Linked DNA regions of Mus musculus: regions 1, 2, 4, 5 and 6 are each linked to region 3. A link is a contact called in public Hi-C, HiCAR-type and promoter capture Hi-C data. All regions are on one chromosome and are shown on one strand. Each heading gives the region's core, a stretch centred on a gene start, on an enhancer-like site or on the middle of the called end of the contact. The rest is flanking DNA. Distances are from core to core; before and after follow the strand shown. Region 1 holds the start of 3110083C13Rik (RIKEN cDNA 3110083C13 gene). Region 2 holds the start of Pspc1 (paraspeckle protein 1). Region 3 holds the start of Ift88 (intraflagellar transport 88). Region 4 holds the start of Cenpj (centromere protein J). Region 5 holds the start of Zmym5 (zinc finger, MYM-type 5). Region 6 holds the start of Mphosph8 (M-phase phosphoprotein 8).

The links. Promoter capture Hi-C pulls out the DNA fragments that hold promoters and counts their contacts. Hi-C and Micro-C count contacts between places; a contact is called where the count stands out from the background. HiCAR-type assays count read pairs that join an accessible place to other places.
Region 1: a promoter capture Hi-C map of pre-B cells shows a contact between it and region 3, with 3 times the contacts expected there. The contact joins the promoter of 3110083C13Rik here to the promoter of Ift88 in region 3. A contact is called at or near these places in 4 of 39 promoter capture datasets (the HPC-7 cell line, hippocampal neurons, neutrophils and 1 more) and 3 of 9 other capture datasets (adipose tissue, liver and macrophages).
Region 2: a HiCAR-type map of astrocytes shows a contact between it and region 3, with 2.3 times the contacts expected there. The contact joins the promoter of Pspc1 here to the promoter of Ift88 in region 3. A contact is called at or near these places in 1 of 39 promoter capture datasets (liver) and 1 of 115 datasets of contacts at active chromatin or transcription factors (astrocytes).
Region 4: a Hi-C map of muscle stem cells shows a contact between it and region 3, with 2.8 times the contacts expected there. The contact joins the promoter of Cenpj here to the promoter of Ift88 in region 3. A contact is called at or near these places in 3 of 39 promoter capture datasets (the C10 cell line and cranial neural crest), 1 of 484 Hi-C or Micro-C datasets (muscle stem cells), 2 of 115 datasets of contacts at active chromatin or transcription factors (astrocytes and bone marrow-derived macrophages) and 1 of 9 other capture datasets (adipose tissue).
Region 5: a promoter capture Hi-C map of hippocampal neurons shows a contact between it and region 3, with 5 times the contacts expected there. The contact joins the promoter of Zmym5 here to the promoter of Ift88 in region 3. A contact is called at or near these places in 4 of 39 promoter capture datasets (the 3T3-L1 cell line, cranial neural crest, hippocampal neurons and 1 more), 1 of 115 datasets of contacts at active chromatin or transcription factors (forebrain) and 1 of 9 other capture datasets (pancreatic islet).
Region 6: a promoter capture Hi-C map of pre-B cells shows a contact between it and region 3, with 2.1 times the contacts expected there. The contact joins the promoter of Mphosph8 here to the promoter of Ift88 in region 3. A contact is called at or near these places in 3 of 39 promoter capture datasets (hippocampal neurons, liver and pre-B cells).

What each region holds. Positions count from the first base shown.
Region 1 is chr14:57,996,870-58,000,735 of GRCm38.p6, reverse strand. It overlaps 3110083C13Rik (RIKEN cDNA 3110083C13 gene), which reads right to left and starts at 1,424. Exons shown (of 2, transcript NR_166770.1): 1 at 1,274-1,424. Micu2 (mitochondrial calcium uptake 2) reads left to right here and starts at 1,474. Exons shown (of 12, transcript NM_028643.3): 1 at 1,474-1,706. The coding sequence starts at 1,497.
Region 2 is chr14:56,775,644-56,779,844 of GRCm38.p6, reverse strand. It overlaps Pspc1 (paraspeckle protein 1), which reads left to right and starts at 1,527. Exons shown (of 9, transcript NM_025682.4): 1 at 1,527-2,054. The coding sequence starts at 1,686.
Region 3 is chr14:57,421,179-57,425,489 of GRCm38.p6, reverse strand. It overlaps Ift88 (intraflagellar transport 88), which reads right to left and starts at 1,419. Exons shown (of 26, transcript NM_009376.2): 1 at 1,303-1,419.
Region 4 is chr14:56,569,598-56,573,771 of GRCm38.p6, reverse strand. It overlaps Cenpj (centromere protein J), which reads left to right and starts at 1,926. Exons shown (of 17, transcript NM_001014996.2): 1 at 1,926-2,034.
Region 5 is chr14:56,809,213-56,813,528 of GRCm38.p6, reverse strand. It overlaps Zmym5 (zinc finger, MYM-type 5), which reads left to right and starts at 2,065. Exons shown (of 8, transcript NM_001253753.1): 1 at 2,065-2,195; 2 at 2,670-2,789. It overlaps 2410022M11Rik (RIKEN cDNA 2410022M11 gene), which reads right to left and starts at 1,540. Exons shown (of 1, transcript NR_152252.1): 1 at 1-1,540.
Region 6 is chr14:56,666,407-56,670,836 of GRCm38.p6, reverse strand. Mphosph8 (M-phase phosphoprotein 8) reads right to left here and starts at 2,589. Exons shown (of 14, transcript NM_023773.2): 1 at 2,273-2,589. The coding sequence starts at 2,485. It also overlaps the pseudogene Gm4032.

The sequences.
Region 1 (3,866 bases), core at 175-2,674, 580 kb before region 3:
TGGCTTTGTCTGGGAGATCTGAAGAAAATCATTGTCAGAAGTCTGGATCAGATATTGTTTAACAGAAATGAAAGACCAGGCGCTCGGGAGGAGCAGACAAACAGAGATAGGCCCTTGAAAAGTGTTGGCCAGCTTTGAAAGATTACAAAAAAAAAAAAAAAATCCAAAGAAAAATAATGGCTGTTGCTAAATGCCATGCATAGGGCCTGACAGCACTGACCTGTACATGCAAATGTTGTCAAAATGCTAACGTCCTGTACATTTTACTTCATTCAAACACCAAATTTTAGGGGCTGAGTAGACAGCTCATCAGTTAAGAGTGTTCTCTGCTCTACCAGAGCACCAGAGGTCCATTCTCAGCACCCATATCAGGCTGATCACAACTGCCTCTATCTCCAGCTACAACACCCTCTTCTGGACTCTGGGGGCACCCACCCATATGTGGCATAAATACACAGAGGCATACACATAAAAAATGAGTCTTGATAAATAAATATAAAGGGCATTTAGCTATAAAAAACGGAGATCTGTAAGGGTGAGCATGTACACATATTCTTTCCTTTTTTCCTTTTGACACAGGATTTCACTATGTAGTTATGGGTGGCCTGGAACTCACTGCGCAGACCAGAGGTCAGAAAACAACTTATAGGACTCTCTTCTCTGACTTCTAACTCAGGTAGGCAGGCTTGGCATGAAGTGCCTTTATCCACTGAACCAACTGTCTCAAGTGACTCACTATAATCAGACATGTGACATTTGGGGCAAATATAATATCGTCAATATTTTCAGCCCCTTACCCTAGCCTCTTTGAGGATGAAATTCTACTGTTGCATCAACACCCACAGTGGTTATACCCAGCACCCTCTGCCGCTTACTGTTAGAAGTGTTTCCCTCTCCAGCTCTAAATGTGCCCACTTACGACTGACATAGGCTTTCCCGAGAGAGCTAAAGATGCTATGTTTAAGTCTATCGACTGAAAAACCATGCTAAATCTAATTTGATTCCGCATTTATCATCAACACCCTTCTTAGTCCCTATTCTTAATCTAGTTTGTCCAATATATTCCACCCAGAATCTATTACCCTTCCTTTAGTCTAATTTCATGGGGGGGGGGGGGTAGAGACCAGAAGGGGGCGCTGGATGCCCTGGAGCTGGACTTATCTGTGGCCTTAAGTCTCCGGAATCCAGCTGTGGTGCTCTGGAAGGGCAGCAAGCACCCTTCACCCCTGAGCCATCCCTGCAGCCCCTTCTTGGCCCACAGTGGTGACCTGACCTGTTAGGACAGTTAACCAGCTAACTCATGTCCTTTGCCTTGGAAACTGTCACCGGAGCCGAGGGTCACCTCAAAACCACGCTTGAACGTCGAGGAAGCAGCCACACCTAGCAACACACGCGCAGAGCACGGTGGAGGGTGATGAGCTCTCGCGAGAGCCCAACTCTGTTCTCGGGCAACAGACGGTGAGGGCGGGGCGCGACGCTCGGGCGCTTCCGCAAAGATGGCGGCGGCTGCGGGAAGAAGCGCTTGGCTGGCGGCCTGGGGCGGAAGGCTGCGGCGCGGGCTCGCGGCCGGCCGACGAGCTGTGCCGACTCGCGGCCCTCTCGCAGCGGCTGTGGCCGGGGTAGCCCTGGCAGGCGCAGGAGCGGCATGGCATCACGGCCGCGTGAAAGCAGCCGCGCGCGAGGGCTCCCGAACGGTGTCGGCGCAGGTACGGCTCAGCCCGGCCCCGCCCTCAGGCACCCCTGGGAGGGGGGCGGAGGCACAGGAGACCCTAGGCGCCTGGCACGAGCCTGGAGGGCCTGGGGGGTTCCGGGAGGAGGCGGCGGGAGGCCCCGCCCGGGATGCGTGTGGGCGTGGCTGGGGCACGCCTCTGCCCACCTGGTGGATGGAGAAGGGTCCTTGACGTTTGCGGGGGCTGGGCACCCCTTAGTTAGCCTGCATCGTTAAAGAGTTCCCTGGTCGCTTCTTTGTTGAAAAGGGTGGCGTCGACCTACTGTGTGAGCCACACACCCCCCCAGTCTAGAGAATATCAACTCTAAAAGTTAAACAGCTGATAGTTGCAGATTTTATCAATTCCAATGACAGCTGTTACATAAGTCGAAACCGTAATGTTTTAGTGGACCCCGCCTACGCGGCAAAACAAGTTTTCCTAAACCTGAGCTGTCAGGATGCAAATGTTAAGTACCCTACTTCAAGATGAACCCGGTCTTGTAAAACCTTGGAAAGTTTGAATGTACTCTCTAAGATTTTTATAGAGAGAGGCATTTCAGTGTTTTGGGTTTTAGGGTTTTTAAAATTAAAAGCAGTTTTTTATTTTCCTTATTTGCTAGGTTTCTGTTACCTAGTTCTAGTGGGAAAACTCAAGCATTAAAATACAACAAAAAGAAAAGCATACCTTACAGATTAAAGGTTGGTAACTGTTTGATTATTGAACAGTTTATACAAACATTGACTCCAACCTCACACCACATCAGAGGTGGAAAAAGCTACACAAGCATTATAGACTACTTTTTAATGTTTTCTGTGATTTGTTTTCATTTTATATGTATGAGTGTTTTGCCTGCGTGTATGTGTGTACACTGAATGCAGACCTGATGCCCAAATGCCATAAGCTTGCATTGGGCCCCTAGAACTAGAGTTACAGGTGATCCTAAGGGACCACAAGAGTGCTGGGAACTGAACCTGGGCCCTCTATAAGAGCAGCAAGAGCCCTTAACCACTGAGCCATCTCTCCAGCCCCAACATTTTTGTTCATTCTATGTCAACCAAATTTATTGTTCATTATTGGTTTTTCTGTTTGCATATTCAATTCCATCCTATCCAGAACCTTAGGTTAGTCCCCCTGTGGTATTTACTTTAACATCCAAAACTACTAGTGCCTAGGATAATAAACTCATGTTTTGTTTTGTTTTGTTTTGTTTTTTGCTGGTGTTGAGTTTCCAATATAGTAGGCAAGTGTTCTACTACTGAACTACATCCCAGCCCCCCACATTTAAATTTTTGTAATATAGAGCCACCTTAGTCACAATCCATGACTTGTTATTAACTCAAAAAACTTCAGCCAGTGACTCACTCACTATCTAGGAACCAAATTTAATTCCCACCCACATTCCCTCCACAGTTTATAAGCTGATTTCACCTCCTTTGAGTTCTAAGATTTTTCTCTGGTTTCCTTTGTGTTCTGGCTCCCTTCTAGCCTGTTTCCCTTTAAATTAGTAACTTCAGCTTATCATTCACACCAATGTGGTATTTTGAGCGTTTCCTCACTTAGCCTGCTCATTTTCTTTTTAACCTTCCACCTAACTAAAGAAACCCAAACTCATTATCAATTGTTTTCTAAGTTCTGTTGACACAAGTCGGCTTGGTCTGCTCTTTGGACTAATTGAAACCCCGGCTTTTCTACTTTCACTCCTACAGTGAGCATCCCTTCCTCTACAGTGGCTGAGAACTACTGCAGTCAGCATTACTGTGTTTTGAAATCTCCCCCTCTAGGGCAGTAATTTGAATGTATTTTCCTAAAAGGGGCACCTATTAATCCTTGGACACCGTTTGGTCACATGAGTGCATACAGCTTTCTTTTATGTTTATTTACTGCATATATGTGGATCTAGTATAATAATGAGACTAGCTTTCATTTTCATTCATCACACAAAATGACTTTTCCAATAAAAATGGAGAGCTTGTGTTAATGGTGCCCTGCTCTTTTCTTTTTCCCCCTGTGGTGGTTTGTGTGGGTCAGCAGTAGACATCCAGATTATAAAGCAGCTGGCAGGTTGTAACCCATCTTTCCATCATAACTATTGAAGTCCTGTGTACCAAGGCATGCACAAGGAGTGTTAGAAAGGCAGCTTACTTAAGTCTAACAGCA
Region 2 (4,201 bases), core at 278-2,777, 650 kb after region 3:
AAACTTTTTCCTACCTGAATCCTTACAGAGTAAGTTTGTGATACTTAAGCCTGGTGTCTGGTCCATAGGAGTTCATGGTCTGTCTGTATTAATTTTATAATCTATTCCAGGAAATTCTACTCTGAAGTTAATAATCCACAACACAGTCAGGGTGGTGTGAACCTTTAAACACAGCTCTTGGGAGGCAGAGGCAGTGGGGCAAAGATAACACAGGCAGGAGGATCTCTGTGAGTTCAAGGCCAGCTTTGTCTAGGTAGAGAGTTCCAGGACTGCCTGGGCTATATAGACTAAACCAAGCAAAATCATGATTGTTTCAGAAACTTGGATTGTGAGGCTGTGGGGCTCAGCACTGGTGTGTGCAAAGCTCGAGTTCATTTCCCAGCACTGAAAAAAACCAACATTGGATTGCTTAATCAGGAAATATGATTTTTAAGAGCTTTATTATTTTTGTTAGTTTTTTTCTGGCTTCCCAAATGCTAGCTAGGATTACAGGTGTAAGCTACCATACCTGTTAAAAGGTGTTTTTAATTGCCTCGAAAATTTGTTTTATTAAGTGCTGTGTATAAATATGCTCATGCCTTTAATCCCAGCACAGGTGGGTGGATCTCTGAGTTCCAGGACAGCTAGGGCTATACAAAGAAACCCTGTCTCAAGAAAAATGAAAGGAAGCATTTTTTCTATTAATATCACTTTGCTGTGTAGCCCAGGCTGACCTTGAACTGCCTATCTTCCTCCCTGTCTACCCAGTGCCGATAACATGCAAGTTTTTCTTTTTCCATTCAATGATAGTTGCCGTAATATTTAAAAGGGCAAATACATTCCCTAAATTATTGTATTTTCACACCGTATTGTACACATATACTTTGTTCCTCATGATATGTTAATTAATATCAGATAATATTAATCTACATATATTTTGAGCAGATAGACCAGACAGCAGACCAGGCCAAGGTGGTTCCACGTGGGAGAGGTTTATTGTGTAGGGATAGGGGGGCGGCGAAGCGGGTAGAAGGGCAGAGAAAAGGAAAAAGAAAGAGGGGTGAGAGAAAGAGAAGGGTGGTGGTAATTCCTTCCCCCCCCCCATTTATACGGAAAATGACGTCACACCAGTGAGGGTGGGAACTGAGCCAAGTGGATTGTGGGATTGAGGGTCGTTGTCCTGGCAACGCAGGTCAAGGGTTATATAGTTAGGCCAGGATGGAGTGTACTGGTACTAACACTTCACTTGTAGTGTCTGACCTAGGTGTCCCAGGGCTGAGTCCGGAGGGTCGAAAGCTAAGGTCAGCCTCGGATATACATGTCCATACTCTTCCAGTTGCATAGAGCAAGAAAACAAAACAACCCCCTCCTCCAATAGTCTGCACTATCTTAGGTTGCGATGTCCCTAGGAGTGGACTCTAAGGCTCGCCACAGTTTGCGCACGCGCCATGCTAGCAAACGGTTCGCGGGTATGGGATTTGCGCAGGCGCGCCGTGGAGGGGCGGGACTCTTGCCCGCGTCTCTTCTTCCAACTGCAGTTTGAAGCAGCGCCATTTTGAGCGTTCGGCCACCGCGGGCGTGATTGCGGGGAGGCTGGGCTTCCCTCCGTTACCTGGCTTTCCTTGCTTCGTTTCCATAGATACATGTGGAGACGTGTGTACCTTGACGTCTAGGCCTCATCCAGCATCCCAAGCGAACTTGCTAAGATGATGTTAAGAGGAAACCTGAAGCAAGTACGTATTGAGAAAAACCCGGCTCGTCTTCGCGCCCTGGAGTCGGCGGCCGGAGAGAGCGAACCGGTGGCCGCGGCGGCCATGGCGCTGACGCTGGCCGGCGAGCAGGCGCCGCCACCCGCACCTTCCGAGGAGCACCCGGACGAGGAATTGGGCTTCACCATCGACATCAAGAGTTTCCTCAAGCCGGGCGAGAAGACGTACACGCAGCGCTGCCGCCTCTTCGTGGGTAACCTGCCCACAGACATCACGGAGGAGGACTTCAAGCGCCTCTTTGAGCGCTACGGAGAGCCCAGCGAGGTCTTCATCAACCGCGACCGAGGCTTCGGCTTCATCCGCCTGGTGAGTCTGCGGCGGGGCGCGAGGAAACAACAACAACAACAAAAAAAAGCTGCGGGGGCTGCGGTTTGGCGTGAGGGCGCCGCAGGGCTTCTGTCCTGCTGGTCGCCGGTCGCCCGGGGCTCACTTCGGGAGCGCGCTGCTATCGCAGGGGGCGGGGTCAAGGAGGACCAGCGGCGTCTGGGTGGACGGTCTTGCGCGACAAATTTTGTTGTCACGGAGGTGAATTGGGGATGAACTTGAGGAATTTCAGCAGCGGATTTGTTCCCTCACCAGAATGATCCACAGCTTCCTTTTGCTTTCAAGGGGATGTGTCGAGTGGTGTAGCTCTGTGGCAGAACCTGGCCCAGCATTAGCATGCTCAAGGCCCGGGGTTTCTTCTGCATCCTAGCAAGTATTCGCCTTCTGTCTCTGCATTGCGTGCTGTCTACGCTAAGCCATCCAGGTCTGCAAACTCCTGAGAGTAATTGGGGCCAAGGGTGGGTGCTACCGTGTATTTGACTTATCCTAGCATTAAAATATTATCCTATACCCTCTTAAATTTAAGTAAAGAAAAAAAATCCAATTAGGTAAAAAAAAAAAATGCCTAGTTTGTCGGCTTGAAGCACTATTCATTCATTCATTCATTCATTTATTTTTGGTTTTTCCAGACAGGGTTTCTCTATATAGCCCTGGCTGTCATGGAACTCTCACTCTGTAAACTAGGCTGGCCTCAGACTCAGATCTGCTTGTCCCAGCCGAGCTCTGACATTAAAGGCGCACCTGCGCTACCACCACCAAGCTTATGCCTGATATGTTAATTGCAAGTCGCATACTTCTTTTTTTTTTTTTTTTTTTTTTTTTGGTTTTTCAAGACAGAGTTTCTCTGTAGCCCTGGCTGTCCTGGAACTCACTTTGTAGACCAGGCTGGCCTCGAACTCAGAAATCCACCTGCCTCTGCCTCCTGGGTGCTGGGATTAAAGGGGTGCGCCACCACCGCCCGGCAGCAGTCGGTGCTCTTAACCTCTGAGCCATCTCCAGCCCAGTGGCACACACTTTTAATCCTAGCTCTGAGGAGGCAGAGGTGGGATGATCTCTTGTGAGTTCCAGGTCAGTTTGGACTGCATAGCAAGTTTCAAGACAGCCAGGACTAAATAGAGAGACTCTGTCTGAAAAGCAGGATGGGGGTATGACGGAAGATGTGTTCCTCTAAATCTGGCACCCAGAGTTTTTTTGTGTAGGAATAAAAAGACCTGTTAATTGGAAACTAGTTAACTTACAGAAATTAATCTTCTTAAGTAATTTTACAGTATAATCTGAATTCTGTGCATAGCAGGTAAATTTATAAATTCTAAGTATTGCTTAAGTCTATGTTTCAATTGGAAATACATATAATTGTATAGTATGTGTGATTATAAATATTGATATACAGTGACTTAATAAGTAGATAGTAGAATGGCTTTAAAACTGATATGAATTTTGCCTGGTTTGTATTTCTAGAGATTTCCCAACTCCCCTTTTTAAGGGAGACAGGGTGGGTGCATAGCCAGCCTTCATAGTGTTGAGATTAGAGTTGTAACCAGTACTCCTCTAGAAGCACTTTTTCTTTTAAAGGTTTATTTATTATATGTAAGTACACTGTAGCTGTCTTCAGGCACCCCAGAAAAGGGCGGAAGATCTCATTCAGGATGGTTGCTGGGATTTGAACTCAGGACCTTTGGCAGAGCAGTCAGTGCTCTTAACAGCTGAACCATCTCTCCAGCCCCTAGAAGTACTTTTAAAAAATGTATTATCTTGCCAGGTGTTAGTGGTGCACGCCCTTAGTCCTAGCACTTGGTCCTAGCAGAGGCAGACAGATTTCCATGAGCTCGTGGCCAGCCCAGTTTACAGAGTGAGTTCCAGGACAGCCAGGTCTATACAGAAACCATGTCTTGAAAAGTTGAAAAAAAATGTATTATCAACTTTAAAATATATGTGTTCATATTTTGCCTGCATGTATGTGTCCACTATGTGTAGTGAGTGGATTTTTGGTTTCTGTAAAAAATACAGAAATATCATAAGAATGTGCTTTTTAAATCCCAGGTGTGGGGTTATGGGGCTGTCTGTAGCAGCTGACTATGATTTGCCTCCTGCTCTAGGAAAGCATAGTTTTGCCAGCTGCAGATAGTTTC
Region 3 (4,311 bases), core at 170-2,669:
TCAGGACCTTAGGCTTCTGCAGCAAACACTTTGCCAACTGAGCATCTCCACAGCCCCAGAATGTTGATCAATAGGTTCCCAAGGGATGGATGCTGAAGCTGCTGCTCCATCGATCACACTTTCAAATCATATACTCAAAAGCTCCCTCCTTACAAACTCTTCTGATCTCACTTTCGTTTATTCATAAGGTATTGAAACAATCAGCTTTTAGAACTAGACCTTTCTTCTGGCTTTTAACCAGATTTACACACACACACACCTGGGAGACAGACCAATAGTGGAATACACAAAATTTTAAAGATGTAGAAAGCAAGGCTAGGAAATAGTAAATGAATTATCCTTTACTAACAACTATGAATGGCTAAGAAATAATACAACTCAGTATTTCTATATTCTCCAAGGTGGTTCAAAAATAATTTGGGATGCTGTCACTTCAATATTGCCAGTGAAACTATTTTACATGGCAAAGTCCTTTTTATATACTTCTACCTTGATACAGTTCACACTCAAAATGCCTATTGTAGTTTCTCCAAAGTTACCAACCAGAGTTGAAGATAAAAAGGAAAAGTGGAATTTTAGGCTTTTGGGAAAACAGTAGTCAGATATCTTTTGTCTGTGCATCCTTAGATTCAACCAACTAGAAACTGAAAACATTTGGGAGAAATTTTTTATCTGAACTGAACATGCACAGGCTCCCCCCCCCCCCCCCCGCCCCCAGCCTCCCGAGCGTGCTTTTCATTATTCCCTGAACAATTAGGCATAACAATTAATTATAGAGCAATAAACAGTCTAAGATAACAAAAATGGGAAAATGGCTTATATACAATACAAATATACCATCGTATATATGTGAAAGAGCACCTGGGAACTTTGGTATCCAGGGAAACTGGGTGTCCTAGAATCAATTCCCAGAAGATATGTTTTTATCTTTATAAGACTGTGATTTATTCATTCTTTTCTGTACTTTTGCTTTTACTCCCGATTACTAGGTAATCAAAGCTTCACCGGATGCAAGTATTAGAAATGTTCGCTGTAACCTACTGTGAAACTCTAAAAGTTTCACTGCTGCCATGGCATCGCCAAGCCGTGTGACATTAGCCCGGGTAGCCGTGCCGGGTGGAGCGGGAAGTCCACCCCCTGAGAGGAGCACCATCCAAGTGTTGGCTACGGAAGCGCAGTCGCCAGGAGCCGGGCTTGGGCGCCGCCAGCCCGCCTGCCCTCGCGACCCCGCCGCCGCTCACGCACGGGGCAGGGAGAGGGCAGCAGGGAGGGTGGCCGCGAGGGGCCGGGCGCTTCTCCTACCTCGCGCCGAGGAGGAGCGGGCTGACCACGAGTGGGCCGAGGGAAGAAGCGACGCCTGATCCTAGGCAGGCCAGAGCGGGACGCCCAGCCGTTGCCAGGCGCGACTCCAAGGAAGCCGCTCCCACAGGCCTCCGCGCCGCGTGGGCGAGGCCGGAAGCTCGTGACCGGAAGTGCAGGGCTGCTGGGACCTGTGGTCCGCCAACAGCGGAGTGATTCTCGAGGCTGGCCCAATGTTTATGGTGGTCCAGGAGATGCTACAGGTGTAGGAGTAATCACAAGAAGGAAACCAAGGTCGAGTGAACCCCGAGGCAGCCATCCCCAAAGCTGGAGACCAGAGCAAGATGGCCCGGATGAATAGAATGTGTCCCAGAGCCACTACGCGGCTTGGGAACCTTGGAAGACTGTTTTCTGTGGAACATTGCGTAGAATTGTACGCGTCGTCCCATAAATTTGTCATATTAATCCTGTCTGGGTTCTCTCTAAATAAATTTAATCTGAAAATTAAAAAGTAAAGGTAATGTAATGCCAGCTATGATGACGCACATCTGCAATGGGAGTAGAGATGACGCTCAGGAGTACAAGACCAGCAGGGGACACCCTGTCTTAAAGACAAAATAATATTTCTTTCCGGAGCAAATGTTGGGCATGTTGACTTGAAGCCCGTTATAAAAAAACTGAAGTTTACTAACCTTTATTGTTCAGTTGTGTCAGAAAGTCATTGAATATGTAACATCCACCTTAGCCTCCCACGGATGGGGGTGGGGACAGATGTAGGGGACAAACTATTAGATTGGTCAGGTTCGGGCTACTTGGTGTGTTTTGAAGACTAAACCTCTTTATCTCTGATCCAGGTGTGTTGTATCAGCATTCAGAAGGTTACCTTGCAAGTGGGGTATATCGTACAGTAACTGACAGTATCTGGCAACTGTGTGTCAATAAGTAGTTGTTACGTTAATTAGTGAACATCATGGGGATATTTTAAGTTACTGCACTTCAATATAGAAAGAAAAAATACTGGAATCACAAGTTACTGCACTTCAAAAAAGAAAGATAAATACTAGAGTCAATCTTTTTCTTTTTCTTTTTTCTTTTTTCTTTTTTTTTTTTTGTTTGTTTGTTTGCTTGTCTTTTGAGACGGGGTTTCTCTGTGTAGCCCTGGATGTCCTGGAGCTCTCTGTACACCAGCCTAGCCTCAAACTCCTTGGTGCTGGGATTAAAGGTGTGTGCCACCATTGTCCAGCACTGAACTTTTTTTTTTTTTAAATGACTGTACATTCAGGGTACCCAGTCCTTGTCTGAGAAGAAGACATTATGTTTTTGTTAAAATAAAGGTTCATCAGGCAACATATTTTCTTATTTGTTCCCACACTAATTATCAAATAAACTGTCAACATATGTAATTAGTTACATATAAAGTGGGATGGGTAGCAGACAAGCCTGAGTCCCATGAAGTGGGTATGGAGTGAAAGAGTTCCATGTGTGAACATGAAGAACACTAAAGGAAAAACAGGTTTGAGGGAGAACACATCAGGTGTCAGATGCCTAAAGAATGTGCAAGAAGAGATACTGAGTAAGCAATTGTATATAACAATATAAAGCTCAGAGGAGAGGGCTGGGAATGTAACTTAGTGTTAGAACATTTGCTTGCCGTGTTCAAGGCCCTAATTTGGATTCCAGCATCATCATAATCATTAAAGCTCAGAAAAAGATGCCCATCTAGAGATACACACTGGGGATTCAGTAATTCCTAAGAAAAGATAGTTTGTAAGATTGTGAGTGAGTGAGCAAGATGTATTTTTGGAATAGGGGGATGTAGAACGGCAAAAAAGACAAGAGATAGTAATGAGGGTGGGTAAATACCATCAAAATGCATGTGATGGCTATCTGTGATTGTCAACTTGACTATTTCTGGAATGAACTACAATCCAGAGATGGAGGGTACATCTGTGATCCAGATCTTGAAGCTGAAGACACAGGCTTTTGATCTGAATCTTGGCCTGGGATGACACAGTATTTTGGTCTGGATCTTGAGGAATAGTGATCATAAAAAGCTTAGGCCTAGACATGTTGGTACACACCTTTAATCCCAGGAGACAGAGGCAAGGAGATCTCTTAGTTCAAGGCCAGCCTGCTACAGAACAAGTTTCAGTTAAAGAAAAGCTGGGCCCAGGCAAGGTGGAACATGCCTTTAATTCCAGGAGACAGAGAAAAGCAGATCTCTGAGTTCAAGACCAGCCTTGCAGATTAAACACTATAAACATGTGACTCTAATAAGACATTTAGTAACCACTAGAGGAACTGTCACCTATGCTATCCAGAAAATACTATTAAGTCCAGTTAAATGTTTTAAATGATCATAATACCTTTTTTTAAGACTTTGTCTCCAATTTAGGATCTCACTAAATAATAATTCTTTAAAAAGATAAACACTGGGGGCTGGAGAGATGGCTCAGCGGTTAAGAGCACCGACTGCTCTTCTGAAGATCGTGAGTTCAAATCCCAGCAACCACATGATGGCTCACAACCATCTGTAATGAGATCTGATGCCCCTCTTCTGGTGTGTCTGAAGACAGCTACAGTGTACTTACATATAATAAATTAATAAATCTTTTTTAAAAAAGATAAACACTATTTTTTGCTACTGAAACCAATAAAAATAAAAGTTCAAAGAAATCTCCTGACCTTTGGATAAATATTTGGATCCTATATTGGAAATAAAGAGTGCACTCATATTTTAATCCAAAGCTCGGATTTGCAGAATTTCTTACTTCTAAGCTACAGGTTAAACTAATCTTGCCATTAATTTCAATCTGTTCAAAAATAAGTGGATACCGGACTGTAAATTACCTTAGTAGAAGGATCTAGTCACATCATTAAAACCACAGCCACTAACTTGCTGAAATTAACATGAGCTACTCAAGGAGCCATGATGTGCTGCAAGCTGTACCCACACTGCATGGCCCAAAGGCAGTGAATAAAGATAACAGTTCTGTTCAGAGAATTTATATC
Region 4 (4,174 bases), core at 677-3,176, 850 kb after region 3:
CCAGGTGATAACTTCCATATTAAATCTTTTTTAAAGATTTATTTATTATTATATGTAAGTACACTGTAGCTGTCTTCAGACACCCCAGAAGAGGGCATCAGATCTCATTACAGATGGTTGTTGCTGGTATTTGAACTCAGGACCTTCAGAAGGGCAGTCAGTGCTCTTAACCGCTGAGCCATCTCTCCAGCCCTTTATTAAAATCTTAATAGCTACTTTAAACTTGAATGTGGAGACATGCTTTGTGGCACATACTTTGGGAAGTGAAGGCAAGAAAACTAGGAGAGAGAGAGAGAGAAAGGGAGAGAGAGAGAGAGAGAGAGAGAGAGAGAGAGAGAGAAAGGATGAGTGTGATAAAATTTGTTTATTCAGACAACAAGCAATGTGGCATAACATACTATACCAAATAAAATGTAGGCAGAAATAGTAGAGAATATTGTGATTATTGTCAAAGACACACATTTTAAGAAAATGATTTTTGGGCATGGTTTCAGGCCAAAAGAAGACCATTTGAACCCTCATTCAGCATCTTAAGTTATTAATTTACTGACTAATCAGCTTAGGGCAGTGGATGGAACTCAGCCTCTGGTACAGCAGGCAAGGTCTTTGCTACCCACTGAGCTCCATTCTCTTGTCAACATTTTAGGTGTGTGATCTTGGTAGTTTTGAACTTTGGCTTTTTCATCTATGATGTAACCTAACAAAACAAAGCAAAACAAAAACTTTTCCCGTCTCCATGTTTGAGGTGTCTGTACAAAATTTTAATTATCTTTAATAATATTGATTTATTTGAACTAATTAGTATAAAGGGCAATTCTTCTTGATGACCTTTTTATATAGAATCTCATGTTAACATACTGGCCTCTAACTTACTCTATATTGGAGGGTGACCTTGAATTTCTGATTCACCTTCCCCACCTGAGAGACTGGTCACCAATTTTGGATTATACAGTGCTGAGGATAGAACATACTAGGCAAGCATTTGATCAACCGGAGAAGAGAAAATGGGATGGCCTAGTGGTTATGGGCATTTGCTGTTCTCTCTCCCAAGATTGGGTTCAGTTTCCAGCTCCTACATGGTAGCTCACAAACATCTGTAGCTCTAGTTCCATGGGATCATGGGATCAGATGGCCCCTATGACCTCTACAGGCACCAGACACACGTCAGGGCACATACTAACATGAAGGCAAAATATGCTTGCACATAAAGTAAAAATAAAATAGTAAAATTATATATTTAAAAAACAGATGTTAGTTTACAATATTGTTCAAACCTAGTCTAAAAACTGTGGTAGCTTGAAGTGTTGTAGCATCCTAGATTAAAGGGTCATGTCTGTATTTTGGAACCCCTCTGGTGGCAAAACAAATAAACAGTGAAATCTGCGCTCAACATTCCATATATAATTTTAATATCTGCACTTTCAATATTCCATATAATTTAAACACTGAATGCACACACTTTGTGCAGCCATCGACTAGCCACATAATAGATGATTATTTCCGGAGTAAATTTTTCCACGGTTATCTTCACTTATTCGTCCTACCAATGTCACTTTTTTGTTTTAAACAGGTCTTTATTAAATCAAACCCATTCAAAGAGAAAAGCGAAGACGACGAAACTCTCCCAAACCTGTCGTCTTTTAGATTCGGTTTGAATCTCTGTGTTCCTGGCACAATGGAGTACGCTCTCTGTTACCGCAGGGGTCAGATCTCAATCGGTTGACTTCAGAACAACAGCTGTTGACCAGTGCCCGCCGCAAAAGAGCGCGCATAGAGCATCCCCTAGCAACGTTTATGGCGGTGTTGCTGGGAGTTGTAGTTTGCATGTGTCCGAGGCGCCTGCGCGCAAGCTCACACGGACTGTAGGAACTACATTTCCCAGGAGTCACTGGACCAGAGTTGGGCGGGGCCGGTCCAGGAGGCGGGGCTCTGGCTGCAGCGATGGTTGTGGCGGCTCATTCGTAAATGCCGGGCCAGCTAAGTGGTGACTATCGCTGGTCGGAGCGGTCTGAACAGCTGTTTCTTCGAAGAACGGTAACTGATGGGCGGAAGGAGCGGAGAAGCCCGTCCGCCGCCCGGTTCCTGAGAGGCCAGCTTGGGCTTTGGGGCTGGCATGGCGCGGAGGGCTTGGCGCCCGCGGGCGGCGGTGGTTCCGGGGCTTAAGCCCGCTTTGTTCTTCCGAGCACCCGGGGGATCGGTCCTCAAGGGGGTCGGCCGGGGTGCGTGTTTCTGTTCCGGGCGACACGCTCGCCGGGCCGGGTGCAGTGGCGCCGCTTGCAGTCTTTCAGGAGGCCTTATCTCGGCTTCTCCAAAAGCTTTGTTGCTTTCAAGAAGAGTTGTGTTTCAGGGGAGGCGGACCTGTCAGCTGAAAGTTTTCAGGGTCTGAATTGTCTCCTCGTATCTTCCTCAATCAAGGTCTGAATTGTCTCCTCGTAACTTCCTCCTTCTCCAGTGCAGATAATTTATGTTTTGAACAGAAAGATGTCAAAGCTTTCAATTAGTCGATTTTTTTTTAAAGGCAGCTTTACGTACAATTAACTTACGGTAATGACTACAACTTCATAAGCAGGTGGTGTTGTACCTCAGATTTTAATATCTGAGTTTACATAACATACTGTCCTAGACAGTCTATTATTTGTAGTTTACCTAGGCCTTCGTATAAGTAATAAAAAACAAATTTAGGGGAAAATTTTTGGCGTTCTTTAGACAAGGGCTTGTTATGTAGCCCAAGCTAGCCTTCCACCTCAAACACTGTATTATAGGTGTGTATCATCAATACCCAACTGTGAATCAGTATTTCAATACTTAAAACTGGCAGTACGTATAGTTTTAGGACCACAGTAATGGACTTGTAGCAAAGGTATGGAAGTTTTAGTGCTTTTTAAAAAAAGGTGTGTGTGTGTGTGTGTGTGTGTGTGTGTGTGTGTGTGTGTGAAGACGATGTTAAGATGCTGCCCTAAACCATTATTACACTTTGCTCAGTCTAACAGGGAATTGTTGACGATTTTCACATTACAGAGTGACTTTCTTTGCAGCTTGTTTACTGTCTAAATTAAGATTTATTTAGTTTTAAGATTACCTTTTACAAATATTGTTGTGTACATGATATGTGTTGGATTTCATGCATGTTCTGCATGTGTGGAGGGCAGGGGACAACTTTGTAGAGTCAGTGTCTCCTTTCACCTTTATGTGGGTTCCGGGACCAGCTCTGATCGCCAGGCGTGTACAGTTTGCACTTTACCCACTGTGAGCCATCTCTCCAGCTCTGGGTTTTCTTGCTTTTGTTTTGTTTTAAAGACAGTCTCTCACTTTACACTCACACTGTCTTTGGGACTTGCTATGTATCCAGACCGGCCTCACCCCTGTGATGACCAGCTTCCTTCCTCAGTGCTGGCATTATGCTTGTGAGACCCCATGTTTGATTTAAACATTTTTTTTTTTTTTTTTACTAAGGATGTTGAAATTTAACCAAGGTTAACTGAAAACTCCCTTCCTTGCCTTTACAGGTAGGTTCCTAATGTAAAAACAATTAGGATTATCTTTCTTACAACAGATTACAAGGAAATTACTATTCAGGAATTAACAGTTACTGGATAGCTAGTTAATGCGTGCTACTCTTTTTTGTTTTTTTGTTTTTGTTTTTCGAGACAGGGTTTCTCTGTGTAGCCCTGGCTGTCCTAGAACTCACTTTGTAGACCAGGCTGGCTTCGAACTCAGAAATCCACCTGCCTCTGCCTCCCAAGTCCTGGGATTAAAGATGTGTGCCACCACGCCCTGCGCGTGCTACTCTTAAGTGTATGATGCAGTGTATATACTCCCTGCAGGCTGGAGCCCTTTCTCAGTAAGAACCAGCCCCTATCTTTCTAGGTGCTCTAGTTTGGCTCTCCTTGTTATGGTAGAAAACAACTAACTGAAAACAACTTGGAGTTTATTTCAGCTTACATGTTGTGGCCTATCATCCAGAGAAGCCAGGGCAGGAGCTTGAGGCAGGAACTGATGCAGAAACCATGGCAGAGTAATGCTTGCTAGCTTGCTTCATGGTTTGCTTTCTTATATGACCCAACCCACCTGCTTATGAGAGGCATCGCCCACAGTGGCTGGGCCCTCCCACACTAGTCATTAATCAAAAAAAATGCCCCCAACAGCATGCCTAAGGAAAGCAACTTGATGGCCA
Region 5 (4,316 bases), core at 816-3,315, 610 kb after region 3:
TCCACGAAGGTACAAATCTGGTAGTCTTTAAGAGCAGGAAGCACTCATAACCTCTGAGCCATCTAATAGCCTTCCACTCAGCTGCCTGGTTTTTGTGGTTTTGTTTTGTTTTTTCTCTTTGAGGCAGTTAATGTATCCTGGGTCAGCTTTGAACTGATTCTGCTACTTCTGTGCCTTTAATACTGGCACTCCATTCCTGTGCTATGAGGTGTGGGATTTTGTTTTCAAATCATATCTAAGCCTAAACCAAGAAAGCAGTGGTGACATGCTTACAATCCCAATGCTCCAGAGGCAGAGGAAGAGAGAGGCAAAGGCAGAAGAAAGATCACAGAGTTCCAGGCCAGACTATGCTAGACATTGTCTTAAAAGAGAGACTCATATATATTTTTGCTCTTTTGGTTTTTCAACTCAGGGTTTTTCTGTGTAGCCCTGACTGTCCAGGAATCCACTTTGTAGACCAACCTGGCCTCGAACTCACAGATATCCAACTGCCTCTGCCTGCAAGTGTTGGAACTAAAAGCATGCGCCACCAAGTCCAGTTAAGAGTCATATATTTTCACATATTATGTAACAAGAACCTCAATCCAACCTAAAAGCATCAGTTGTAATCCCGCTAACAAACACCAGGGCGAGGTGCATTTCTTAGGTTACAGGGAGTCCTGGAAATCCGGCACCAAGTCTTCTGCCAAAGACATGGGTATAGACGAGGAACAAAAGACCCTCGTGCCGCCCTCCAGCGGCTCCGCTCCGAATGCGTCCGGTGGGACTCCCATTAGAGGGTCACTGCCCACGGAGCCAGGATGAAGCGAAGGGCACGCGATGGCCCGAGGCCCGGCAAACGTGGAGGACAGGCGCCGGGCAGGCCGGAGAGCGCGTGCTCGGCCAGGCACCGACGGCCAAGGCCAGACAGCCCAGGTCCCAGGGGCGCGAGCCCGCTAAGGGAGCCCGGGGCTCCATCTTGCCCGGCGGCAGTCTGGGGTCACCACTGTCCTGTGGCCCCGCCGCAATCTCGGCGCGCAAACTCTTGGCGGCCGAGGACAAGGCCTATGGTAGAGCGCGATCGGACTCGTTCCGGGCCAAGTTTCTCGTCCCCACGGGTTCGGTTCTGATGGGCCCCAAGTTCTCCCAACAGATCCCACAAAATGGAGGCCGACGTCTCCTCCCGCCGCAGCCATGGCGGAGGTGGGACACCCTTCCCACGGGCCAGGCAAGGTGGAAGCGCCTGCACGGCCGCCAGCGCACCAGTCCCCTTGCGGCCGCGGCCGGGCTCGCCCCCTCGGTCCGCCGCAGGCATTGCCGGGCTCGCCAGTCGCCGGGGTCTTGGGGGCCTGGACAGGGAGGACGCCGGGACATCGAGGCCGCGTCTCTCCTCGAGCAGAGTCGCAAAGGGCCGTGGCGACCGTCTGGAGGCCGAGACCCAGTGTCCCGATCCCGGGCCCACCGGAAGCCTCGACGAATATCGCCCGCCCCCAGGGCCGAAGCGCGAGCCGAACTGCGGGCAGCGCCACTCGGGCTCCTGACCCGGGCAGACCCCGCGAGTGGGGGCGGGGCGGGGGCACGGAGGGAGGGCGGAAGAGAGGGAGGGCCGGCCCAGCCCGGGGCTGGCGGCGGGGGGGGGGGGGGGGGGGGCCGGCAGGCCCGAGGGCGTGGCCCAGGTCTGACGGACAGCCGCCGTGACTACCTCACCGAGGAGGGTCCTGAAAGAAGGCCGACTGGGCCAATGGAGCCTGCCCGAGGCATTCCGTGCCGCCCACGCCATCAGCCAATGAGCGTGCGGAGGGCGGGGCCTCCCCGGGCCCCGCCGTGCCACCGCCTCCTCTGCCTCCTCCTCACCAGCGCTAAAGCCGGGACTGGACCGAGCGGAGTTGTGCGTGTCGCCGAAGGGGGGTGGGCCGGGGGAGGGGAGGTTCGTTCCGCGGAGCTGCAGCCAGAACCCGGTGAGGCTTCTCCCCGCCGTCTTTCCTGTCGAGGGCCGCGGAGAGTGGGGGTGGCTGGGAGCAGCGCAGCCTCGGGAGGAGGAGGCGGAGGCGGGGGCGACTGGGGAGGCGGAGATGGGTGAGGGCAGCGTCGGGAGCCTCCCACCGAGCCGGGCTTAACAGCCCGCGGCGGCCGGTGTCGCGGCTGCTGCGTCGGGGCCTGAGGGTGCGCTGGGGGCCGCGCTGATGTCCAGGGCGGCTTCGCGTGCGGCCGGAGGGGTGAGGGAGCGCGGGCGCGGCAGGGCTGGCTGGGTGAGGCGGCCGCGGGGCGGGGAGCGCGAGAGCCTCCGGGTGCGGGCGGCAGCGGCCGGAGGTCGAAGAGTGTTTTCCTTTCTGTGCTGCGAGCGGGCGGGCGGGTCGGGGAGGGGCCCTTTGGCCCTCCCGCCCGGGGGCCGCACTCCCACCCTGTCTGTTCAACCGACACCCCAAGTTTTCCGTGTTAAGGGGCGTCCTCTTACGTCCCGCGGCGTTTTCTCTCTCTCTCTTTTTTTTTTTTTTTGGGTCGGTCTGTCGCAGCTTTTAATCTTATTTGAGCCAGTTTCTAATGGCTGACCTGGTGCCTGTCGCGGGCTACTGAGGAGTTAGGCCCTAATCAAGTGCTTGCGGCAAATGGGACCCAATTGTTGAACCTCTCCCGGGTCGGATTTGTACTTGAGTGGTAACTACTTAGGAGAAATGTGAATCCCTTTCTAGATTCGAGGACGCGTTTACTCTTCGACTCAGCTGCGCGCTCTACTCATAATTCTGAAACTGGAAAGAACATATGAGCTTGGCCTGCTGTCGTTTAGTTGATCTATTGTTTATTTGGAGAAGGTTGGTAGAACAGCTTGGGAATAACTTCACCTTGACTTATTTATTTCCTTTGGCGTTCAGGGTTTGGTGCTACCTCGGAGCTGTTGATGTTCACTGTATGTATGTGTTTTGGGTGTTTGTTTGTAAATTTCTTTTTATACTAGGATCTTCAAGCTACTTTGGTGAAGGATTTGACAGGAATAAGGAAAACATCTCCATTGTGAGTCATTTTGCGTAGCTTTCCTGCTTAAACCACTAGGATAGACTTTTCTATTTTGTCGAAGTGAAGAGTTGCTGCCTGAGTGATTTCTGCTGAGAAAGCCAAGCCAGTGTGATCTGTAGTGTGTTAGTGGGTACTACTAACATGGCTGTCTTCTCAGATTCCTAAATAAGACTATGTTCTTAGTCATAAGATGCTGTGCACTTAACATTTTTGTGTTCCTTTCTAGGAGATTTCTTTAATTTCTTGTATTTTTAAACCACTAAGCAGTTATTTATTTTTGAAAAAGCTTGTTTGTTTGTTTGTTTAAAATGTTTTCACCATTGCTCTCTTCAGACACACCAGAAGAGGGCATCAGACCCCATTATAGATGGTTGGGAGCCACTATGTGGTTGCTGGGATTGAACTCAGGACCTCTAGAAGAGTAGTCAGTGCTCTTAACCACTGAGCCATCTCTTCAGCCCACACTAAACAGTTATTTTAAATAAAGATTAAATATTTTTAAAAATTACTGACATGTTTTAAGATGGAGGACAAACGAATTACAAGGGTTTTTTGTTTTTCAGTTTTAAAAAGATTATATGTTACATATATAGGTGTTTTGCTTCATGTATATCTGTGTGCCACTTGGCTGCAGTGCTCAAGAAGTTCAGAAGAAGGTAGAGGATCCATTAGAACTAGACAGCAAGTTATGAACTGCACTTAGGCGTATGGGGACTCAAACCCTGGTCCCTTGGAAGAACAGCTGATGCTCTTAACCACAGAGCCATCTCTCCAGCACTGTGATTTCTTATATAGTACTTCGTAGACATGCACTTCTTTTTTAATTTCTTTCTTTTTTTTTTAAAGATTTATTTATTTTATATATGTGAATACACTGTCGTTATCTTCAGACACACCAGAAGAGGGCACCAGATCTCATACAGATGGTTGTGAGCCACTGTGTAGTCTCTGGGAATTAAACTTTGGACCTCTGGAAGAGCAGCCGGTGCTCTAAACTACTGAGCCATCTCTCCAGCCCCCAGACATGTATTTCTTACTTTTAAAAAATATTTAGAGAGAGAGAGAGAGAGCCTGCCTTCTTTCCATCCTTCCTGAGGAAGCCAGAAGAAGGTGTTGGGTCCACTGGAGCTGGAGGTACATGTAGTTATGTTCTAGGATCAGCTGGGTTCTGGGATTAGAACTCTGGTCCTCTAGAAAAGCAGTAGATATCCTTAGCTGCTGAGACATCACTCCAGTCCCCATCAGATGTACCGTTTTAAAGTTAGGGCAGTGTCAGACTGTAGAATTCTGTCTGCCTGTTAAGATTGGAGGTTGCACTGGGTGTG
Region 6 (4,430 bases), core at 1,340-3,839, 760 kb after region 3:
CCTGATGCCCTCTTCCGGTGTATCTGAAGACAGCTACAGTGTACTTACATTAAATAAATAAATTAATTAAAAAAAAAAAAAAAAAAAAAAAAAAGCTCAGCTGAAACTCACAGGAGAGACCTATTCACAGGAGAGTGTGCTGGTATTAAAGGAGTATGCCACTCCACCAAGCTTGACTTTTTTAAAAATTTATTTATTATTTTTCTTTAAGATATGGAGGTCATGAATTTGAAAGACAGCAAGGAGGGGTATACAGGAGGGCTTGGAGGGAGAAAAGCTGCTTACTGCTCTTAGAGAAGACCCTAAGATTCTCAGAATCCACTGCTAGCCATTCACAAGTGCAGGCTTGTGTGGATATAGGTGTGCCACTGCTGCTGGTAGACCTTAGAGGATAAACTCAGTCTTGAACTTGTCTTTCACCTTGAGACAGGGTCTGTGGTTGTTTAACACAGCACAGTAAGATAATATAGCAGGTAATTCTCCTGTCTCACCCCCCAACAGGAACACCAGGTTCACAGACTGGCAGCCAACTTTACATGGACTCTGGGGATTTGAATTCTGGCCCTACCTCTCTAGCTCCATAATAATGACAGTGAATTTCAATTATTTAACTCTCCCTTGAAAATTTTCCAGTGTCAGTAACTGCAGGAAGGTCTCAGGCTCTAAGTCAGCCTGGACTTCTGAGACCCTACCTCAAAAAGCAGGGAGTGACCAAGTGGGGTATGCAGATGCAGAGGGAGCCTGGAGCCATTGTCTCTGTGGCTAAGAGTAATTTAGGATCCATTCCCAGTACCCATGTGGCAGCTCACAACTATTTGCAATTTCAGTTCCAGGAGAACAAATGCTCTCTTCTCGGCTCACAAATGTGGCACAGACAGACATAAGGCTGAACAACCATATACATAAAAATAACAATATAGGCTAGAATTTCGTCTTTAAAAAGAAAAAAAAAATCTCTACCATCAGGCCAGGCAGTGGTGGTCTTTAATCCCAGCATCCAGGAGGCAGATGCAGGCACATTTTTGAGTTTTAAGGCCAGCCTGGTCTAAACAGAGAAATCTTGTCTCAAAAACAAAACAAAACAAAACAGGAGTTCTCAGAGAAAAGCACCACTTTAAAGAAATGTCTACCATCAAGCCAACATGGCACAGGGTAAACAGCAGTCCATTAAAAAAAAAAGTTTGTCAATGGATTAAAAATTAAGATGAAAGTTGGCATATGGCAGATAACAAATGACAGAAAATACAACAGAAACAAAACCATCGTATAGGCACGATTCCTATCTACAGCCCTTATCTTCTCCTTTCTCCAAATTCCCATTTCGTTTACTCATTCAATAATCCCACAGCCGTGAGATAGATCTCTGTGGTAAAGCTCTTGCCTTGCATTCATGAAACCCTGGGTCCAGTACACGGTATCAGATAACGGCAACAACAAAATCAGCCTTTGCTGTTACTGGACTAAGTGTCCGTGATTCAAGCATTATTATAAACCACATCCCCTGATTAAAGGAGCCCACAATCTAGAGCAGAAAAGACAAATACAGAGATAAAAGACAATGACTTAAATAGAGGTAAGAGAGTAAGGACAGAACTGAGAAAGCACCTTTTTCTGCAGAGCTCGGGTAAGGGAAGAGAGGGGAGAAAAGGTATCACAAACAGATGGATCCCAAGCCTTGGAAATACAGACTAAGAATTTCTCCCGGGGACGACATTCGCAGCAAGGAGGATGTTAAGTGTTCAAGCACGATGTGCGAAGATTGTCCTTTCAAGCTTACTCTAAATCTCTTGAGTTACACTCATAAAACGCGCAGAAAAGGGACACTTTGGGTTGGGAAACCTTTACTGTCCCGGGCACTCGGTGTGAATGGGATTTCCTGAATTTAAGCCAAGGAGCATTTTCTACTTTTAGAAAACATTGGGACAACGGTGTAGAGAATCCTCCAGTCTTTCCTAACGGAAAGCCATGGCCCTAACCGTATACCCGAATGCTGAAGGCCACAGAAGTCTCCCACCAGCTGCCTTGCATCCTACGATTCTCAACATTCCATGTCACCGCTTCGTCTCTTCTGCCAAAACAACACTTAGAACTTCCCTAAGCATCCATCCTCCACCGACTGCGGCCAGGGTCCTCTCCAGGATGTCAGTCTGCGCCTACGGACCGCCACCGTCCTCCCAAGCTGTTCCAGGCTGTTCGGCGTCCCACTCGGATTCTCCCAACCCGCCGTCCCCGCCCCGGAGACTCCCTGTCCGGCCGCTCAGCCCCCACATACTCCCTCGCACTTCATGTCCAGGATCCTCTCCACCTCGAAAACGTCCTCCCCATCCTCCTCGCTGTCCCCAACGGCCACCGTTCCTTTGGTGGCTGCGTCCTTCTCTTCGTCCCCTGCTCCAACTCCTTCGGACTCGGGAGAACGGCCAATGCTGTCGGGAACTGACATAACTAGAGCGGCCGCACTCATGCCCTCCTCAGCCGCCGCCGCCATCACAGACGCAGTGCAAAACCAACGCGAAAAACCGCCGGCGACCCACAGCGGGACAGCACCGCGCGCCTGCCGCTCCGCCCTAATCCGCTCCAGCGGCGTGACTCGACCGTGAGGCAAGCCAGCCAATTGTGGGCGCCGAGCTCTGGATTGACACACAGAACGGCCAATCACGCAAAGGCGCGCTCCCCGGCTCCCTGGGGAGTTCACGGGAAGTGGATGGGCGGGTCGACGGACTCTGAGGAAGAACGCTGCCTCAGGGAAGAGCGGAAGGGCTCCCCTGGGGAGACTGCGAGGGGCGGTCCTAGCACCTCACCTCCCAAACTCCGGTGACGCCCGCTGCCTGAGGAGACCTGTTGTTTGGATTGTCGGAAGGAGACCATGAGGATTCTGGGAAAGGGACCCCCAGTGTTAGCGAGACCCGCCTGTGCGGAATGGCTGCCCAGGAATCCTTTCGTATGGTTTTGGCTGGCTTATATGGCGTCTGCGGTCGAATCAATTACATATAGCCTATAGGGATATTTCATTTTAGTGAGTAGCGTTTATAGATAGAGAATAGGGACCCGGAGGTGGTTCAGCAGATTACGGCCCTGGTCGCCAAATATGAGGACCTGAGTTTAATTTCCAAGGGCATACATAGCGAGAGAATTCCCCCAATATGTATTCTCTTCTGTCAGGAGAAAGGCCAATCTTTACAGCAAGACACTGTATCAAGTAATAATTTATGGGATTTACTTGTTGGGCTTTGAAAGTAGTTCAGTGATAGGGCGTTTGTCTGGCAGGTGATGGTTGGAGGCTTGGTCCTAGTAGCTGAGTAAAAGTTGGTTCTCTCCTTCAAAAGATAGAGCCCAGGTTGCCTGGCTTGGCCCCATTTGGGCTATACTTAATTAATTGGATCATTCACACCTGATAAACCAAGCCAAAACCACCTATGTGTTTGTTCCCAAGTTCCCTTGCTTCTTATTGAATTGAAAATATCAGAAGCAGGTGCGGGGTTGATGCAAGAGAAACGAGTAATATTGATGCTACAAAGGAGTCACTAGGAAGCGAGCCTGCGATATGATTGGAAGAGAATTACCAGGCTTATTACAAACTCTAGGAAAGACATTTTTGTGCCAACATTGAAGTTTTGGGTTGCTGAGAAAGTTTCTGTTAACGTTAGTGCACTAAGATTGACCTCCAATTAGACTCCATTTCCACAACAAAAGGAGACAACCCTAACTTACAACCAGCCATTAAGCCTATCCACCTTATTAAAAAAAAAAAAAAAAAAAAAGCCTCTAAGGGGCAGCTCAATGGCTGAGCCCCAAGTCACACCTATCATTAAGTCCTAGTTTGCCATTAAATCCCCTGTGCCCTTGTGAGGAAAAGCCTAACTCTGCTGGTAGGTAGGCAAGAGGACCCTGAATAACAACTATTTGAAAAGAACAACACTGGTGTATATGCTTAGAAATAATTCTGACTATCTTCGCTGTGTACCTCTTGTATCTGCCTGAGTGACTAGACTTTCAGTCTCCTGTCTGTATTAAAATTGTTCCAAGAGTAACCTGCATCTGGAACCTGAAAGAGATTTCAGAATAATAGCTTATGTGGCATGTATAAGCCGAAAATGAGTGTAAGTTAGTAAAAAATCTGTTCACAACTAGCTCCTCTTTGAGCAGTATCCAGAGCCAGATTTATGGTATTATTAAAGAGCTCTCTCCTTTATTAATCTAAGTGTGTGGAGTAAGTTTCACCAGAGAGACATACTAACTTTAAAACAGGTCACATTCCTATAACCCCAGCCTTCCAAAGGCTGAGGCAGGAGAGTGAAGTCTTCAAAGCCAGACTGGTTTAAAAAACACCTTTAGATAGATTAATACATAGATATCAGATATAGATGGAAGACAACATAGACATATCAGCATACATCAGAGAATGATATAACGAAGTTATTTGTGCAGATTAT